Linked DNA regions of Oryctolagus cuniculus: region 1 is linked to region 2. The links are chromatin contacts, called in public Micro-C maps. All regions are on one chromosome and are shown on one strand. The core of a region is the stretch at or near the end of the contact, and the rest is flanking DNA. Distances in the headings are between cores, read along the strand shown.

What was found. A called contact is a pair of places that touch in the nucleus more often than the background predicts.
Region 1: a Micro-C map of ear pinna shows a contact between it and region 2, with 9 times the contacts expected there. The contact joins the enhancer-like site here to the promoter of ZFHX4 in region 2. A contact is called at or near these places in 2 of 6 Hi-C or Micro-C datasets (ear pinna and psoas muscle).

The regions. Positions count from the first base shown.
Region 1 is chr6:103,065,072-103,068,692 of mOryCun1.1, reverse strand. All of the region lies in intron 1 of LOC127490586 (a long non-coding RNA gene), which reads right to left. Among named protein-coding and RNA genes, the nearest start is that of PEX2, 420 kb to the right of the region's middle. Within about 2 kb of position 1,317, at least 1 of the 8 cell types and tissues checked has an H3K27ac peak or open chromatin away from gene starts, as enhancers often do. A contact at or near this core is called in ear pinna, where this site is marked.
Region 2 is chr6:102,288,230-102,292,163 of mOryCun1.1, reverse strand. It overlaps ZFHX4 (zinc finger homeobox 4), which reads right to left and starts at 2,123. Exons shown (of 11, transcript XM_070075243.1): 1 at 1,720-2,123. The region is part of intron 3 of PEX2 (peroxisomal biogenesis factor 2); the gene reads left to right.

The DNA of each region.
Region 1 (3,621 bases), core at 68-2,567, 780 kb before region 2:
GAAAATCAGTAGAAAGCAAACTACAAGCTAGTTGAATTCTCTGAAAAAATTAATATTCAATAAAATGAGAAAAATATATCAGTGTCATGCTAATATGAAGGAATGTGTTACCCAATTTTTCATTTTGAATTAAATGAGAAGTAAATTATAAATAAAAATGCTTTGAAAACTTTTAAATCAAATCTATGAATTTCTAGGACTGAAACTGTATGTTAATTTTCAATCATCATCAACAAAAATGATATCTTAAAATTAAATAAATCAGGCATAAAGTTCATCTTACATGAATTATCTTAACAGTGAAGAACTTTGTTGCTAAATTCTTATATAATTCAGTATTATTTCATATTTTCTGGGCTTGTGAGGTGACATGAATCTTCTGTGTTTTACCTTTGGAAAAATTTATTTGAATGCATTTTTCAAAGTCAAAAATAAAAGAAATACACAGATGAGAGAAGAGAGAAATCAGAAATCAGTGTAATCTTTTCCAAAAAATCCTATTTTCAACTCTGATTTAATTTCTAGATATCAGCTTTTATATAAAATTCCAATGAAATGTCTCCACATATATAAACTAAAGGAAAGCTTTGCAGTTTTCTCCAGTGACAAAAATGTGACATCATAAGTAACTTGTTATAGAAAAACTTATGATCATACATAAAATGCTTGTAGCTTTTTCAGCTATATATATGTAGCATATTTTGACTGCAAAAATTAAAAGAAAACTTTCCTAAGACTACTGAAATATTCCATATGTCCAATAGGAACATATTCATATTTTCTTACACTGAAATTGCCAAAATGACTTAATATCTAATAATTTTCATTTCAAACTAAATTAGATTCTTTTTTGCAATTATTTTTCTTCTGCTACTCATGCAAGTTATAAAAAATAAATAAGAAAAAATAAAGGCATCATAAGATAATTCATTTGATTCTCATATGCATGAATTTATGGTTGGACAACTAAGATTCCTAAGCACGGAAAGAAAGAGAAAATAAGAAGTTTAATTACCAAATAGTTGTCATAATGATATTTCCCCAAACTGTTATAACCAGAGCATTCCTTTCTACTGTTTGTGGTAGAGTAGCACTTGAAATAAATCATTTTCCAGAAAGTTATGCATCTCTGCAGAACACAGTCCTGGCAAAACATGTCCATACTTTTTTCCTCAAGTGGGTAAATGTTAAGGGAGAAGAATCCAAGTTTCATGATGCAGCAACACAAAGCTGGGAAGTGAAAATTATGTTGCTGCGGAGTCTTGAAAATATGACTGTAAAAGTTAATCAATAAAATGTCTATTCCTGTCTATTCACCAGAGGCCCCAGCTGCATAGCTTCACTCAATCGATACTACAAATTATTACGATTTCCAGGTTCCCACTGGACATTCAGAACAAATCTTTCAAGTGTAACAGGCTTATACTGAGTGGATGGTTTGTGTTCTCTACATTTAGTTCAAAAAGAGGAGGAGAAGAATAAAACCTAAATCCTGTGTGCTCCTCTAAATTTCAAAAACAGGGTTACTTTTTCATATTTGAAAAAAGTTTTCCCTTTGTTTATTTAATTAGATTTTTGCATGATTCTTTTTAAATTATCTTATGGTTAATTAAGAAACGACTTACCTAGTAATAGATTTCAGTAATGTAAGAGCCTGGCTGACTCTAAGTGAATATCCCAAAGTCAATGAATGAAGGAAACAAATTTTACATAATGATTGGTCAAAAACAACTTAGATACACTGTCCCTGTTAGAAAAATAACTATAAGATCCTCACATATGCTTAAAGTGCAGTATATACCTTAAAATGTTATTTCTAGTTATTTTTCAATGGCAAATACAGTTACATTTTTAAAATCACATTTGAGGTTTTTAATTCTTTCTTTTTTGTAAAATCAAAAAAATCCCGTAATTTCAGAAATGAGTTTCTCTTATGAGAAAAAAAAAAATCCCAGACTGTCATGTTCCAGAGAGATTTATGACGTCCCCAGCAAAATTCTACTGTGATTGCAAGCTCTACAAACTATTCTAGTCTTGGACCATAAGTTTATGCTCTACACATTCACCCTCCACCACTTAGTCGGAATCCAGACTTTTCCATGTAAGTGATGGTTGGCTAAAGGAACTAACCATAATGCTGGAATGTCTTATGACATTTGCCTTTCGACTGGCTGGTATAGGCCACACTCTCTGGCACTGTCAATACCAAGTTGATTGGTTAATTTGGTCGACTCATATAATCTGTTGATTGTGTAAATGAAAAAAAGCCAATTTTTTATTTACTAAGCCCCAAAATATTTGATTTTGTTTCAAACTGAAACAGTGTTGAATATTTTTCATGTTTAGATACACATATATAGCCTGTAGGCAAATCCTGTGACACTGTAGTGTTAAGGATGCTTTTTAAAAGAAAATTGCACATATTTCTATCAAGAAACCATCATAGTTTGATTATGGTCATTTACGTCTCTTTAAAATAAAACGTTATCTTATGACATAATAATGTTTTTAACTTCTAAGATATTTAACTGCTAACCATTAGAAGTAGACTTAAAAACGAAAACTAATGCTGTAATTTTAGTTACTCTTAAACCTTAATTGATACTTATAGATCTCACTTGTACTTTCACATTAAGAAAGAACATTCTACTTAATTTCATGATAAAGGTATATTATAATATAAAGTACATAAATAAAGATCAAGCACATAAAACAATTTTGATAATTCACTATATTTTACTGGATGAATCCCTGTATGATTTATTTACTTAAAAAATCCAATATTGGAAGCAGATTCTCAGTTTCAGCTCAAAAATAATATTTTGTGTAAGTGTGCTGAAAATATGTGTCTTTACATGGCAACTAAATACAGAAAAACCTGGGCATTATATTAATAAAGTTAAGTTGACAACAAATACTACCTTTAGCTTTATATTAGTGCTCACAATATTTTTTCATATTTGTTCTTTCAACATACCTTAAGCATATCATTCCCCTAATAATAAACTTATTTTAAACATTTATAATATTTACAAAAATAATACATTACTTTGGTTATCCCAAAAGAAACTGATTTTAGTCCTTGATATCAATTTCTGCATTTTAATATTTGCTTTCCATTTTCTGAATTCAGTCAATAGCAGAGTTTATCTGAGTGTTTAATTGTATTTAAAACATCAGTTTGGACTGTAGAATTATTTTGAGTGTCTTGGATTAAATCTTTGAATTGAAAACCAGAAATAAATTCCTCATGAACAGATTTCAAAAATATTATTTTAAAATTATTAGCTTTTCTAATTACAAATTAAAACTTACTTTTGCATTTATCATGTACAATGTTTTGAAATCCTATTAAAAGATACATCTATCTAGATATACAATAAGTAATGTTAGGTTAGAATTTGGCCCATGAAAATCAGTTAATACCAAATGCAAACTGACCTCAGTACTGTGTTCAAAATTATGAATGACAGGAGAACATAAAGTTTAGATGTGTGTGCTTTATCTAGTTGTGATTACTCAATTTAAGCAAAGTTCAGTGAGTAAAGTGTAATTCTTGACACATGATGGGGTGGGGAGAGACTGCAGAGGGGAAGAGGAGAAGGAAAGAGAGAAGGGTTC
Region 2 (3,934 bases), core at 874-3,373:
GTGTGTGTTGAGTGTGTGTGTATGTGTGTGTATGTGTGTGTGTGTGTGTGTGTGTTTAGGGGTCGGTTGTGGGGGGGTCCGTGTTTGCGATCTGAACCTTTGGTACCTACAAGGAGGGTGTCTTACCAAACGGTAGCTAAAACCTCACCAGAACCGCGCGGAAGTGAGGAGTCGCGGCCAAAGGCGCTCGCCGGAGCCTCCTCTCTGGGCCGGACCCCAGCCCAAGCGGCCGAAAGGAACCCCCCGCCCGGATCGCAGGTAACAAAAGAAATACAAAGCAAATGCACAGTCTTCTGGGGGGGGGGGCAAGGGGACAGGATGGGGGACCTCCTGTAAGTTGGGCATTGGCAGATAAACTTTATACAATTCCACGAGAAATTTTATTGTTTTTTTTTTTTTTAAACCCATAGAAAAGAGCAGAAAGAATGGGGGTGGGGGGGATAGAAGTAGCAGGAAGGCGAGACCCGGCGCATTCCAGCCGCTCTGTCCTTAGCGACTCTGGGCCGGAAGGCGCGCTGGATGCCAGGAGAAGCGAAGGAGGTGAAGTTCATTTGTAGACAAGGAACCCTTTTGGGGGTGGGGGGGGGGGAGAGGAATGAATCAGTTCTCACAGCCGGCCACAGCCCCTCAATACACACACACACACACAGAGACAGACACAGATCACACACATACACACGCACACCCCTTGCCCTTTGCCAAAAAGAAAGGAAAAGATTCTTGATCCCAAGCCGCGGGCGTCTGTCCTCTTGTCTAACGCACGCCCGGCGGCGAACGCGCCCCTAGCGAGCCGCTGCGGCCGCCGCCGCCGCCGCCTCCCGGGTCCCCAGCCCCGAGGCCGGGCGATCCCGCCTCCTAACGGACCTGCCTTCCGTCCGCCGGCGCCCGCGCCCGCGCCGGAGCCGCCGCCGCCGCCCCTGCCCGCCCCGGCAGCCGGGCGTCTACCTGCAGCCGCGGCTCCGGCCTGGGGAACCCTCTGCCCTGTACGCACGAGCCCCCGGCCTCCGCCAGCCCTGCGCTGGAGGCGCCCTTCGGGAACTTGAGAAGGGGAAAGTCGGGGTGGGGGCGGTAAGCGGAGGAAGGAAGACGAGGCAGGAGAAGGTGGGGAGGGGGAGGCAGAAAGACAGGCGCGCCAAGCCCCACAGACCCACGTCCAAACTTTCGGAGGCTGATGCCGAGGCAGAGTCATCCCGACCCGGGTGCGGGGGGCGCGGGGCGAGCGGGGACCCCCACCCGGCCGTTGGCCGCACTGCCGCGGAGCTGACAGCTTTCCCCGGCTGCGAGACTGGTCCCCCCGGGCTCGCGGAGGAGACAGACCCCCGAAAAGACAGGAAAAAGGAGAGAAAAACTGCCCGGCCAAACGTGGATGATCCGCCACTTGATCCAAAAGTTAAATCCCGAAAAAAACGCAGCCCCCGAAGAAAGTGGAAAATCAGGTCCCTCGGTGCCCCCTCCTTCCCTCGGCGGAGCAAATCCTTGAGCCAAAAAAAAGAGGGGGAAAGAGATAGGAAAGGGGGGCAGAGCGGAAGAGATGGTCGGGATGAGGGGATGTGCGCGAGCCAGCGCGAGCGAGCGAGGGGCAGAGAGGGAGAGGCGGAGAGGGAGAGGGCGAGAGGGAGCGAAATATCAAAGATTGTGCAAGATCAGGCTGGAAAGATAATCGATACTCGACCTAAATTTAACACAAACTACTCAATAAAAGTTAAAGAAAAAACTTACTTTCCATTTCCCCTGCAGTTCCTACTCGATCTTCGCCTCTTTTTTTGTTTTTGCTTTTATTTTACTTACAGCTGATCACATCCAAGTCAAACGAGAGGGTTCATTAAAAATAAAAAAAATAAAAAAATAATCCTCGAACTTTATTGGGTGAAAATAAAAACGCTGGAGCAGAAAGTGGGGGGCATGGAGCGGTCCTCGGGGGTCCGGGAGGAGTTAAAGCATGTGCCGACCGCGGTCTCGCTGTTTGGTTGTGAAGGGGTTGGGAAAAGGAGGAAAGGAAATGAAAATCCGATATGTCTTTATTCTGCTAATTATTATCGTTTTAGCCCTGTTTAAAAAAATGGCTGATTAAGTTGAGTGCGCATGTCTTTGTGTGTCTATTCCCGATATGCACTCTGGGAATGAGAGAGGAGAGCGAGGGAGAGGGAGAGGGAGAGGGGGGAGAGAGAGAGAGGTGTAATTAGTGAGGTGATCAACATTCCCCAGACTGCAAATGACGCGCAGCCGGGACTCAGAGCAGCCCGGGAGTCTCGCAGCTTCCGAGGCTCGCAGCGCTGCGGCTGGAGCCCGGGACGCGGCGACGGCAGAGAGGACCGGCGATGGGGACCTCCGGGGCTTGCACCCCACGCACCCCTGCGCGCGGCTCCCAAACTTCATTAGACAGACAGACAGACAGACAGACACACACACACACACACACACACGCACACACACCCCAGAGAGGGAAGCAAAATAAAACATAACTGCCGCCAATGCACTGCCCTTTAACCATTTGAGATGTTTATTTTCCACTTTAATGAAGCAAAGTAATTATTGTCCGAGCAGAGATTGGTTTACTGGGAAGCTTTCAAGAGAAATGGGAGTTAAGGTAACCAAGAGCTTTTCTCCGCTTGGTTTATTGCCAGGGACACAGGAACGCACTTCGATGCCGAAATACGGGGGGGGGGGGGGGGGGGCTGAGTAAATATGCAGATGTATGTAAATAAAGGGTGCCTGACTGTGTGCAAACAGAGCTCAACCCTGACTATAGCAAGGGAGGAATGCGCTCTGCATCCTCAGGCATTCTTCTTAAACTCCTATCTTTCGATTGCCTAGGCAGCCCAGGAAATCCAGGGCAAGGGAGATGGAGGTGGTTAGTTTAGGCAAAGTAAACTTCCCAATGAGAGTAAGTGGTGGTTGCAAGGGTGATAGTGGGGGTCCACGTCTAGCCTTTATGTAATGTTCTTGAATATTTTATCAGAATTGCGTAAGTTCAATGTAATAGCTTTAAGAAGACTTAGGGAAAAAAAACCTTTCATCTTTCCAGTCTGTTGAGTTATCTTTCTTGAAGCGCATTATGATGAATTTTAAAACCCCACTACAGATCTCATTAGAATGAAATATACTTGGTATTTTCTGGTGCAAAATTTAAGGTGGCTGATTTCTCATTTGAAAATCTAATTATCTCTTTCCAATATTACAGATGTGAATATGAGTGACACTTTCATTAAAAGATAATTAACTAAAACTAGGAATAGACATACTTTTAAATACCCCCTACTGAAAATGGAATCTATACATACAGAAGTATATATTCAGATAGCATCTTGACACACTGCCACAGCAGAGGTCACAAGGAGACACCATCTATGTAATATTTCAAAAATAGGAATTCTAGGGAGAAAGTGAGAGCAACAAATCAAACGATTTAAAACCAGGAAATACTTGCAATGTCCAGCTTCCTGGACAGGTGAAGTATAGGCTGCTTTTGAGTTGACAGGCCTTTGAAGTTCTGGATCACCAGGATCTGCTTCAAAACCTTGTCTCAGGCCTTAAGTGCCAACTCTACCAAACACCAACGAAAGGTTTATCGCACCAGCGCTGGGAACTGCAGAGGCTGCAAACAGCATCTTTCTGGGCCTAAAACCTTGCATTATCAGGGAACCTCTGAAAGAGCCTAGGACTAATGCAAATGGGAATAAAACCCAAACCAAACACCTGGGAAGATAAAAGCATAGTCCTCCTTGGAGCAGACCTAGGCCCAGGTCAGGAAGGCTGGCTGCCTTCAACAGCTGGCTAAGGTTACAAGGCGAGTTCAGAGGTTTGGAGTGGAGAATAAAACCCAGATATGGTCCTTATTAAGAGTCAAAAGCAAATCAGCACCTCAGGAATCTGAAGTCGGTGCATGTACTAGTTTTTTAGAAACTAGGGCTACTAAATGTTAACAGAAAGAAAA